2 separate regions of the Danio rerio genome follow, and region 2 is linked to region 1. The links are chromatin contacts, called in public Hi-C maps. All regions are on one chromosome and are shown on one strand. The core of a region is the stretch at or near the end of the contact, and the rest is flanking DNA. Distances in the headings are between cores, read along the strand shown. Region 1 holds the start of s100b (S100 calcium binding protein, beta (neural)). Region 2 holds the start of aox6 (aldehyde oxidase 6).

What was found. Hi-C and Micro-C count contacts between places; a contact is called where the count stands out from the background.
Region 2: a Hi-C map of hematopoietic stem cells shows a contact between it and region 1, with 3 times the contacts expected there. The contact joins the promoter of aox6 here to the promoter of s100b in region 1. A contact is called at or near these places in 9 of 18 Hi-C or Micro-C datasets (caudal fin, embryo, hematopoietic stem cells and 2 more) and 1 of 4 datasets of contacts at active chromatin or transcription factors (caudal fin).

Annotation. Positions count from the first base shown.
Region 1 is chr22:13,546,835-13,553,591 of GRCz12tu, reverse strand. s100b (S100 calcium binding protein, beta (neural)) reads left to right here and starts at 2,862. Exons shown (of 3, transcript NM_001002552.2): 1 at 2,862-2,893; 2 at 3,167-3,335; 3 at 5,996-6,757. The coding sequence starts at 3,198. The coding sequence ends at 6,145. All of the region lies in intron 2 of LOC141380094 (a long non-coding RNA gene), which reads left to right.
Region 2 is chr22:13,748,186-13,754,942 of GRCz12tu, reverse strand. aox6 (aldehyde oxidase 6) reads right to left here and starts at 3,303. Exons shown (of 35, transcript NM_001278817.1): 1 at 3,250-3,303; 2 at 2,943-3,000; 3 at 1,738-1,834; 4 at 1,328-1,436; 5 at 1-107. The coding sequence starts at 3,303.

The DNA of each region.
Region 1 (6,757 bases), core at 1,613-4,112:
GATGTTTGCTCAGCTGTTTAACTGTCAGCTTATGATTTGAATCCAAGGCGGAAGAAAGTACAGTAGTTCCTCATACAACAGGGTTTTTGAGACTCTCCATGTTTGATTTTGTTTTTATATACTTAATTATGCTGTCAAACTGTTGTATAAACGCAATATCACACAAGTAGCAGTGCGATATGGCTGTATATCGGCACTGGTGGGGGCACTATGGCACTCGGCCTGCGGCCTCGTGTCTCGTGCCAACTCGTGCCAATTGTCTGTATTAATATTATTAGTAGCCTTTAATAAAATTCAAACGGTCAATGATTATATTGCCTTATTTATGTACAATATATAGCAACACATACATAATATATTTGATATCATAATTAATAATAAACTTAAAAAGCAATTACTATAATATTCATTATTATTATTTATTCAGTCAATAAACATACATTGTATAGAAACAATAATAAATAAGCAATTGCATATTATTAATAGCTATAGTAATATATTTTACATAAAAAAATCACACTTTCATTATTATTATTGTGATTTATTATTATAAGTAGTAGTATTAACTGAAATATGTATTTTAAAGAAGATTATACACACTCAAAAATGACGTTTGTTCAAACTACTTAAATAAAAAGAGCTGAAACAACACAATTCTTGATTTTTTTCTGGGCAACTTAATTGTTTTATGTTCACTTCACTTATAAATAAGGTAATTATAAATGAAGTAATAAGTTAACTTCATTCCTTAATGTTTTCCCTACACAAATCGATTGTGTGGAATTTATTTTTTACAGTGTAAGCTAAAACTCCCTGAAAATGTAGAGAACATCATTCAGAGTAGTGTGTGAGTCAGTGTTTGTCTCAGTGTCAGAGCTGTTTAACAGTCCGCTGGTGTTTAGGACACACGTCTGGCCAATTCCATAACAGAAAAGGATCGTCTGATTAATATGCCACACCACTCACTTCCTCTCAAACACACCATTGTCGTCCACCGAGACGCTTGACAACAAAACACTTGTGTGCGATTATGGGCAACAGAACTTCGGGAAAGATCAAAAGCAGAACAGAAAGAGATAAAAAAAAAAAAACAACATATACATGCTTATGGCCATAAAACCAGATTACGGTATAGAAAAGAGGATTACTTCGAAACATCACAATACAAGGCTTAAGCTTCTGAAATTGAAAAACAACAATAAACTGATCATTAAATTGAACTTATTATACAGAAACACATTTTTCGACTCTACAAAAAGTTATGTTTTGCATATCAGAATAGAAAGGGAAAAATATATAAAAGTATATGAAGAGTTTATGAAGAGTACATTAAAATATAAAAAGTTCATTAGCAAAAATAGAAAAGTATTTTTCATAAATATAAAAGATGATTTTTGAAAATTAATAAAAACAGAGGTATCTGTTTTTTTTTTTTTTGGCAAATTAACTCTTTATATTTACTTATAACCTAAAGTGAGAGGACAAGACAAACTTTATGTTTAGATAAAATGATTTTATTTGGAAAACACAATTAAAGGACAATGAATCATCAAAAAAGGGTTGTTCAAACAATAAGAACACTTAATACGATATTTATAAAACTGAAAAACAACAAGCTGCTAAACACATTAATCATAAAACAAAGCTTTTTACTATTAAAGAATTAAATTGTTAAAATAGAAAAGGAAAACAACTAAACATTTGAAGAATCCATTTGCAAAAACCTTTGCAACAAAAAAATGAATAAAAACTGAGTTCTGTTTTTGCATATAAACTCGTATAGCTTGCTTATGGCCTGAAAAAAAATTTATGTATTGAGAACAGACTGAAAGGACTGAATAAAACATTAAATAAAAGAATAAACAGCCTGATCTCACGAGAAAACGTAAGTATTTTAGGTTTTGTGAGTTTAGTGGCTAATTCAAACGGATTCGTACGAGTTCAGTAATACGAAATTGTGTGATTTTAAAAAGGAGGCGTGGCACCCAACCCCTAAACCCAACCTTCATTGTGCGATGAGCAAATCATATGAAATTGTACAAATTAGATTCAAAAATCAAAAAGTTATGAATTGCCATGAGATTGTGTTGGAATAAACCTGTTTGGAAACAGTAAGATTTGTTAACATTTTATGTGTGCTAAGAATTATTATTTAGAACTTTATTTTTTTATCGAAGTATCCCCATATGTAAAATATATCACATTTTCTACAATACATGAAGACAAGAAAATTCATCACTAATAATTGTACGAAATCCTTATTAGTGATTGTGTACCAATAGCTGATCATAACAGAACAGCAAATCATCATATTATATCATATTTCCAAAGGATCATGTGACACTAAAGACAAGTAATGATGATGGAAAGTCAGCTTTGAATCACAGGAATAAATCTAATTTACAACTACAATCAATAAGGAAACAGTTTTTTTTTAATTGTAATATTATTTCACAATTATTACTGTGTTTTCCATCAAATAAATGCAGCCTTTGTGCACAGAATTGGCTACTTTAAATGATTACTTTGAAATGAAAATCATGAAAGGACAATAAAATACTGATAAAACAATAAATACACTTAATATAAATTCTAATATTAAGCTAAAATGGCATAAAACTAATTAATTATTACAGTAAAAGTTTATGCATGTTATAGCAGAAGTCGCAAGTGTAACACTATGAGTGTGTGTGTGTGTGTGAATATATTCACCCCTTTGTTCTGGACTTTAAATGTGTGTCTAGTGGAGTGAGAACAAGTTAAGAAGCTGATTGGTCAGATCCAGTGATTGACAGCACAGAATCTCAAATCTCCAAGCTCCTCCTTTTCAGACCTATAAATGGACTCTCATCTCCCTCTGCAGAATCGCCTCTTTCTGACAAACTCTCTGCTGGTAAGTCTAGTACGTTTTTATTTATCATTCCAATGTTTTTAAAGCTTATTTTGCTCCAAGCTTTTCCAAACTGAGGATGAAATTGCAAAAAAAAAAAAAAAAAAAACTACATAATGACTAGAAATGTGTTTGCAAAAGTGAAAGACAGAACGAAACTTAATGGTCTATAAAATTGCTCCGACACTTAAACTTGTTTGCAGACATTTGAGGGAAAAAGTTAAACAGCTTGAAATTGCTATCAAGCATTTTTCACATTTTTAGTAATTATTCCAGGAAACGTTGAGCGTCGCTGCAGCACATTAAGATGTCAGACTTAGAGAACTGCCTGGGAACCATCATTGAAGTCTTCCACAAATACTCGTCGAAAGAAGGAGACAAGTACAAATTAAAAAAGAGTGAACTCAAGGAGCTGCTCACGCATGAGTTTCCAACTCTCACTGAGGTAATTTTTTTTGTTTTTGATTCGAAAACTTGGGAATATGTGTTTTATAATAAAGTGATTGTCAGAACTGTGTAAAAAAATCTTTGTTTGCTAGTTATTGTGTTAAAAAGTGTAAAATTTATACTAATTTATTATGATCATGCCTAATGAACAACTCTGGAATTAATGTTTCTTTACAAAGTCGACCAGAAGGTAACAAATTACTGGTGTCAAATTGTAAAATTTATGGAAAGAAAATCACGTAATGACAATAATGAACTGATAATGTTCAAGTTATGTAGATTTAATGGTTGTGTTTTTTATTTTTTTTATATATATAAAAAGATATACCGAAGAATGTTGGGAGAAAAATGCTATTGACTTTCATAGTATGTTTTGTTCCTACTATCGATGTTAATGGCAATATTCCAACATTTTTCAAATTATCTTTAAGTTTCAGACTACTGTCAAGCTGTCAAACTATTCTTCAAGCTGTCAAACTATTTTTTAAGTTGTCAAACTATTCTTTAATTTGCCAAACTACTCTTCAAACTAACTTATAGTGTTCAACAGAAGACAAAAACTCATAAAAGTTTAGAACCACGCGAGTTAAATTGACATTTTTGGGTGATGTGTCCCTTTGAATATCCACTCATGCTTGATTTTTCAACTTTTATTAAGGTAAAGATATTTTTCACTGTACACTTTTTAAAAATTGTGTAAATAGAAGAAAAATGGGTGTCAAAATATTACATATTGACAGTTTACAACAGAAAAAAGTACACACATCTATACTTAAAGGGATATTTCACCCCCCCAAAAAATAATTTACTCTCTATTTACTCACCCTCAAGTTGTTCCAGACCTTTTATGAGACTCTTTATTCTGATGAACACAAAAGAAGACATCGTGAAGAATGCTGAAAACCTGTAACCATTGACTTCCACAGAATTTGCTTTTCCTACTATGGAAATCAATGGTTACGACTTTACAGTTTTCTTCAAAATACTTTTGTGTTTAATAGAGGAAAGAAACTCTAACCCTTAATTTGTGGGTGAAATATTCCTTTATTGAAAAATGACCTACAATTAATGTTTCTGTACAAGGTAGACAAATTATGAAAGCGAAACAAGATGAAGTACTGTACAAAGAATATTCAAGGAATGTTTTGGCAAATTTCGGAAGCACTAAATTAATCGAGTGTCTGCGTAGTTTCAGACTTGTATTGAGGTCAACGTTTTTGTTTTTTCACACTACACTGTCTTGAAATATTAGGAATGCTTGATTAGTTATCACAGCTTTATCCCAGCATTGTGTCAGTTGTGAAAAAATGATTTCTACTAGGCATAGGACAATAACTGGTTTGCCTTGGTTTGAAAAAGTCAAGGTTTTAAAACCGCTAAGATTTTCTGTTATACCGTTCCTAAGGTATATGTCAGGGTTGTTTAGTGTATTTTTTCTGTGTTTTTTAAAATTGAAGACTGCAGAAGTCAATGATTTATTTGAACTATTTAGCCTGACTTTTGCTTTTCCAAAATATTATAAATGTTTCCTAAAATAAAATATACTGTGTTCAGATTTTTAGTTTTACCCAAACATTTAAAATTAACTTATTTTAGAGCAGTTATCACAATACTGTGATACTGTAAAACCCTGGTATTTTTATCCTGTCAGAAACTTATACCGCCCCATGCCTAATATCTACACAGATTTATTGTGTTTGTGAATCTTTCCATGGTACTTAAATTTAGTGTATTTGTGGGTAATAAATGAGACCTTACAATGAATGTTTTCTCTCATAAAAAAACAGAAAGCCAAACTTTAAGAATTTTAAAATGAACATACAATAATAAAATATACAATAATAAACTCATGAAGTAAAGTGTGGGCGAACTGATAAAACATTACTTTTTTTTACTAAAACCTTTCTTTTTCCCAAACTATACTTAGTTTTGAAAAATTAGCAGCGCCTTGTTTGTAATTATGCCAAGTTGTTTGTCAGTTGGTTTGAAATTATGTGAATTGGTTTGTAATTATGCTGAAATTGTGTCAATTGCAAGTGTCTACAAACATTTGTTGTGTTTGTGACTGTTTCCAATGTACACAAATCTGGTCTGATCATGCTTAATGAACATTGAGGGTTTCTTCACATGATAAATACACAAGGTGAACAAATGTCAGAAAGTCAAAGTATTTTAAAATAAATAAAAAAAATATATATAAGAGTGAAATTGAGTGTGGACGAATGAAACATGGATCTAGGAGCTGCATAGCACACACATGTATATCTGACTTTTAATAAAGTATTTTTTTTCACACACATCTTCCTAAAAATTTTCAATCAAAGCTTTATTTTAGAATTAATAATAATAATAATAATAATACCTTTTATTTATAGGCACCTCTCAAAGCACTCAAGGACACCTTACAGTATATCGCAAGCATGTAATAAAAATATAAGCTGTAAAAAGCAATAGACAGGATAATAAAACAGCAGAACATTAAAAGCTATCCTAAACAAAAAAAGTTTATCTGAAATTAAAGATTGGAAATAGTATCCACTTGGCAAATGTGCAAAGGCAGAGAGTTACATAACTTTGAGAGAAGCTACGACTTTTTTAGCTAAGCCGAATTAGCCAAATTCGTGATTCTGAAGGTTACTCTCTTTTTGTCTCCCCTAGCAAGTGAAAGACCAAGCTACAATGGACAGTTTGATGGAAAGTTTGGACACCGATGGCGACTCGGAGTGTGATTTCCAGGAGTTCATGACCTTCGTCACCATGGTTACCATCTGTTGCCATGAGTTTTTCGAACACCATGAAGACGAATGAGTCTAAATAAAAGAAAGTAGTTTTCGTAGTTTAATGAGTCTCAATACATTTCTTCAGTAAACTTTACTTCGTTCTCATCGCATTAGGATTGTTTTATTGTTGTTGTTTGTTTGGACAGAATGTACATGCAGCTTGTCTGACAATTTAGCTTATTTCTGCTAGACTCGAAAATCAGTTCGTAATTTATTACAAAGCATGCTTCTATTATTTTGGCTAGACATTTGTTTCAAGACATGGCCATCATAAATCTCATCGAGTGGAATGCGGATCCAGGTGTTTTACTCTTGTCATTTCAATTCCAGGCTGATTGTGAAATGTTTTTTTTCTTTTGATTAGCTTCAGACTATTAGGCTGCTATTGACTTTTGTCAGATTGTTCCGGGGCCTTAGACAAATCACACTGTGCTTTAAAAAGACCCACCAAAGCGAATTATTCTTCTGAGCATCTTGTATGATGTTTATGACCATCCATAAATGATGTAGATTTGCAAATCAATCCCATACGAACTGTTAGAATGAATGTTTATTATGTCTTGAATGCCCTATTATTTGTGTGTTTTCAACTGTAACCTACGCTTATAGTCAGTGTTTCGAATCTTCTGCCTTTTTCATG
Region 2 (6,757 bases), core at 2,054-4,553, 200 kb before region 1:
TCATCCAAGGTGGGATGTGGGTTGTTTCTTAGCAATGTATACATGGACATCACCATCCCAGGAGTACAGAAGCCACATTGAGACCCATGAGCCTTTGCTATGCGCTCCTGATCAACACAAACAGTAAAAAGATGTCCATGGTAATTAATTCAATTTAATTTATTGAAGGTAAATAAATAATAAGCTATAAAACTACACAGCCACACACAAAATAAGAAAATATCAAACTTATTAAATTAAAGTGACTTTCGCCAAAAAGAAATGATGATGATTATTATTATTATTATTGTTTTTGTTGTTATAATTAATAACACAATTATTATTATTATTGCACCAATTATTTAATATAATAATAATAATAATAATAATAACAACATAACAGAACATAATAATAATAATAATTATTATTATTGCAACAAATTAATAATAATAATAATATTAATAATAATAATAATACACACTTAGAATTTAAATATGACTATTATTTATTATATTTATATATTAAAATGTTGTATATTATTATTATTATTATTATTATTATTATTATATTTTTGAACGTATAAACCTAAATATTTTCATTAAAAACATAATAAAGACATTGCGTAGAAATAATTTAACTATTATGTTTTTATTAATGATAATAAACAACGAAACATAATAGCAATATTAATAATAATATATACACTATACAATAATATATACATATATAAAAATGTTAAGCAAGTACTTTAAATGAAAGATTATTATTATTATTACACCATCATTGAAAGTCTGTGTGAATGTTTATTAGTTATATTACATGTAATATTATATTCTTTAAAAGCATTATGCTGTTTATTACATAATATTATATTAAACATTTGAAATGATAATTATTAATTACTTTATTAACATTAATAATCCAAAGCAATTTCTATTAGGCTTTTCTAATTGATAAATAGTATTATAATTAAATTAAGTACATGTGTGCACTGCTGTGTTATATTACAAATATTATTTTATTGTTTTAATCATTTTAATTATTCTATTTTTGGATAACATTGCATGATGTAACTAACTAATAGTTTAAAAAACTGCATTAGCAAAATAATAGGTAATAAAATAGAGGAATAATTAAGTGACCTAAATACAACCATGGGTCAAAATCCAGCTACAACGGTTTATAATTAAACCGGCTCTAAATTAATACCATAATCTAGACTGAATGTAATCCATCTTATAAAACTAGACTCAAACTCATTTAATATCATAATCTGGATTTAAGGTTATCTAGAATATTATAATCTGGATCCTATAATCTGGATGTGGATTATACAGTGAAGGATACCTGGACCGGGTGTAATTTGGTTTTGGTGTTTCCGATGCCTTCAACAGTTGTCACTGCGGCTCCGTGAAGATGGCAGATGGGAAACAGACACCCGTTCACTGACAAATGACTAAACAGAGAAAAAAAATGCTTCTAACATGCATTCGGTGAAGAGATTTGTGTAACTAATTTATATGCAGAATACACATATATTAGAAGGCCAATCGTCCCACTAAAATTAAAGTTGAGGCTGAATCTTGATTTGCAAAAGCAAAAATATCTGCCATTATATTTCATGTCACAGACATTCATATTATATATATATATTATATATATATATATATATATATATACATACATATACACACATATATACACACACACACATACGGAAGTATAGAGCAAATGGAGTAAAATGAAGACTGTAATACCTGATGCTCTTAGTCTGAGGGTCATATCTGGACACCATGATGGTACAAGCTCCACATCCTCCTCCACCACAGCTGTATTTAGTGCCAGTCAAACGCACTACATACAAAAACATGCATATACAATCGTACAAACACACAGACACACACAAATCTTGGTTATCAATGGTGCAGTAAGTGAATTTTGCCAAACGATGCTATTTGAATGCACCAAAACAAACACGCCCATAACTTACTGCTGATTGGCTGCAAGTGTGTTTTGGGACTTAGTTCAACATTGAGGTCAAAAGCAATTCTTTTAGGTTTATATAAATATTGCTTAGCGCTTGTTTAGTAATAGGCATCATTTCATCACAATTTTAATAACCATTAAAAAAAAAAAATATATATATATATATATATATAAATATATAATGGTTTAATAATAATGGATTTATATAAATAAACATCATCATAGACAGACAAATGTGTGCGAAATCTGTTTAAAGTTGCCTCAGAACAATTTGTGGACTATATTGACACAAAACGATTTCTTATTGTTTACAATTCAGCACAAATTTTGTTATTTTGTTATTAATACTTTTAAAGTATTTTAATATTATTTTTAATACATTTGTGGAGTTAGAGGTGCCTTTCTGAGTATATTTTGTTGTGTATTATTAAGACATGTTCAAGTTTAAGCAAACAAAATGACTATTTAATAAAATATGATATTGCTAGTGTTATTATCATCATTATTAGAATAGATAGATTTTTTTTCGATAGTCTACAGAACAAACAATCATTATACAATAACTTGACTAATTACCTTAACTTGCCTAGTTAACCTAATTAACTTAGTTAAGCCTTTAAATGTCACTTTAAGCTGTATAGAATTGTCTTGAAAAATATCTAGTAAAATATTATTCACTGTCATCATGTTAAAGATAAAATAAATTAGTTACTGGAAATTAGTTGTTAAAACTATTATGTTTAGAAATGTGTTGAAAAAAAATCTTCTCTCGTTAAACAGAAAATGGGGAAAAAATAAACTGGGGGTCTAATAATTCAGAGGGGCTAATAATTCTGACTTCAACTGTAGATAGATGGATAGAATATGAATATCAAGAATGTATAACAGCAGTAAAACAAATGCTAATAATTATGATATTTAGTAGTATCTAGTAGTAATAGTAGTAGTATTTGCATATGCATAATGTAAAATATACATTTTTTCCTCAAATAGGGCAGAAGCATAGTCTCAGGATCTGGGTTCTTCTCCACTATCTGTCAACAACAAGCAGAAACATATGCAGATTACATTTACATTATGCAGATTGTTTCAAGCGCCCTTAAACATTGCTATCTCTATTCAAATTGCTTTCATTGTTATTATTCAGATCATGTTTCTGTCATACTTCATGAATAACATTAAGGATCGAACAGGACCATAAAACGTCACAAAAATTTACAATAAACACATGACTAACGTTAATGATAGGCTACAAAGAAGTGGATAATATGCACAAAACTCACCTTTTTGCCGTTGACATAGAATATCAAGCCATCGTTCCTGGTTTGTTCAGCCATTTTTGCAGTTTATGTACAACGAATTGTTATGTGCTACAAAATGAAGCAAATCTGCAGACTTGGCTCCTCTTGAGATGTCCAGCACCAGTGAAATCAGCTTTATATGCAAAGTGCGAACTTGAAAAAGACAAGAAAGTTTACCAAGGCGGAGCTTAGCCGACTCGAAGTTGGTTGTAAATTGATAAAATGTGAGGATATGAAATAATTACTCACTTCCTGAAACTTCACAATGTGTATTTTGGTCGTTTGACGCTAGTATAAGGCTTAAGTATGCATTTTACGGTCTAAACTGTCAAACAACAAGAAATTTGTGTTGCCACATGTTAATTGTTACTTTTCTCAGCGCTGACGTTGTTAAACTAATTACAACGGTTTATGATAACCTTTAACAAAGTATGATTACGTTACTATCGTTTATTTTTGTTAATTTATTTACTTTGTTTTGTTTCAATCGTTATTACAAAATTTATGAAATTAAACATTTAAATGTTTAATTTTTTGTTGCAAATGTAATTATCTGTAAAAAAAAAAAAAAGAAAAGAAAAAAAAGTTCATCTAGATTTTTTTTTCTCCATTAAATAATTTCTACATTTAACAACGAATTCCAATAAAAAAATAAACAATTTCTATCTGGAAATTCCCACTGCGTGTTGTTGGGATTTACTGACATTCCATTACAAAATCCATCGTCCACCGTGAAATTTCAGTTTTACATTTCTCTGTCGCTGGATTTTGACGCTTTTTTTAGTTTGGCATAAAAATTAACTTTTTTATTGCTGAAACCAAGAACATACATACATAACAGTACATAAAACAAAATGACTGTCGACATTGACAAGTGAGACAATGAAAACATTAAAAAATAAAGAAAAGAGAGAAACAAAACAAAAAACATTAAAGATTTGTTTGCAAATAAAAAGGGTTAATTCAAGTTATTTATATTAAGAACTTAAAAGAAGAGCATAATTTAACAGTTTTTATAGAGGATCCAGAAATCAACTTTATATAATTCTCAATATCCTTAATGAAGATCACAAAGGCAGGTTTACTATTTGTGAATTTGCATTTCTGATGGTAAAATTTACCTAAGAAGATAATTAAACTGATAAAAAAAAAAAAAAAATTCTTTCTTGGGGTCTGAGTTAAAATATCTCAAATTTTTCATTTGTATAGAAAATTCTGAAACAATCTTCACCTTAACAAAGAAATCTATTATTTCAAAACTCCTGAATGTAATAACATGACCAAAACAAATGTACTACCGTTTCCTCGGCATTCACACAAAAAGAATTTTGGCAAAAAAAACTATCCAGGACGCTGTAGGCTATTGGCGTATTTGGTGTACTGACCAGCAGATGGCGCAAGAGGCTTTCAAATTAACTGTTGAATAACATCAACATTTTGTTGTTATGTAATGGATGTGTCTATCCAAAAGATGGCGCTAGAAGCAATAAACTACCAAATCCGGCTGAACAGGTAACTTTTTATCTTCCACAATCAAAAATATTTTATCTCAGTGTTCACTTTCACATTTTTAGTTGATCAGTAAACAGATTGAAAACATTCTCAGCAGTATATTTATTCAAAAACCATGTCAATATCCATTTTTCTATTAGAAGACCACATTTTTTTTAAGTTTATGACAGGGGTGTCAAAATTGGTCCTGGATCAGAGTCCTGCAGATTTTAGATCCAACTTGCCTCAACACACATGCCAGGATGTTTCAAGCCTAGTAAGAGCTTGATTAGCTAGCCCAGGTGTGTCTGATTGGGGTTGGAACTAAACTTTTCAGGATACCGGCCCTCCAGGACTTGATTTGTACACATCTGGCTTATGACTGCTCATTTTAGTTGATCAGTACCTGTTTGAAAACGTTTAAATGTCTTGAAAATATGTAGGCTAAATAACTATAATTGTATATCAATACATCATAGTTTTCATTTGTCCATTACAAGACTCCACATTTTTGGTTTTTGAGTCAACCTCTTAAAACATTAATGAGCCTCTAAGAGCTGAAACCGTGTCAATAGATTGTGTTTGCCCACTATCTGTGTCTGAAAAAAAGGGAAAAAAACACACAGGGCCCCTGCTGTGCCCCCCCTGTGAGGTGTGATCAGGGAAGCCCAACAGAGATTACAGCAAGTTAATACTCTACACTGTCAGAAATCTCTACCCACAGGCGCTTTAGGATTAGCTAACACGCTAACACACATATCGGCCAGCAAAACAGGCACATGTGCACTTACACGCAAGAGACCACTCTGACAAAAACAAACTGGACTGCTTAAACACACACATAAAAAAGGTGTTAAATGAATTACATTAGTCGTAAGTAGTTTGACCACTAGATGTCGCTCATGTTAACACTTCTATTGAGTGATACTGCAAACAGAAACATTTTATTATTTAATATTATTGTATATAACTTTTAGGTACATTTCAGCATCTTTACTTGTCTCGAGTGTCACGTGATCCTTCAGAAATGTGTATAATATGCTAATTAACTTGGGAAAAATATCCTATGCTCTAAATGACATTTTGTTTATTTCAAAAATTAAAACAAATTGGTAGACTACTCATACTTTGAGAAGTAAAATAAATAATAGTATACTACTTGCATTAAATTTTTTGGCAAGTAATGTTTTACTCAAACGCATACCTAATGAATCCAGAAAAACTGAGAATTTTCTCTTATTTTTTGTGTGTCATTTCTGTTTTATCAGACTAAATCAGGTTAATGAATAGTTTTAGTGCAGTACTGCAGCATTTGAGAGAACATCCTAAAGGTTAAGCTAAACTCAAGGTTACACATTGCTAATCATGGTGATGGAATGTTACTCTCGCTCGACATGAGCAAGAGTCTTCGATTTCTTGACAATCATGGCTAATGGCTCACTTCAGCAACTTTGCTTTTACTACCTCTCAGCTTTAGCGTTCTACCATAGAGAACTGCTCGTTTTAATCAAATAAAGTTTAGTTACATTTAGTTTAGTTGATTGCCATATTTGTTGTTTAGTTGATGTGAACGTAGCGTATCTAACTAGAAGGATAGCATGACAAAACTGTTTTAATGTTTAGAGCAGCAGATAACAATGAAGTCAATTGACAATGGTTTGAAAAAAGGCCTATAATCAAAAAAGTGAAATATTTTCAAACAAATATCTGATTAGCATCTATAAAAATAATTTCCATACAAACCAGAAATCATTTTATTGTTCGTCGTACTATTAGCGTTGTAAATAAAATTAATAATTCAGCCAAAACTGAAAATTCTGTCATCATTTACTCACCCTAAACTTGTTTAAAACCCTTATGAGCTTTTCCATCTGCTAAACAAAAAAGTAGATGTCCTGAACAAGTTGAAAACCTGACTTCCATATTTGTGTTTCTTACTATGGAAGTCAATGGTTACAGGTTTCCAGATTACTGTTGAAGATTTTTAGGTTTTTAACAA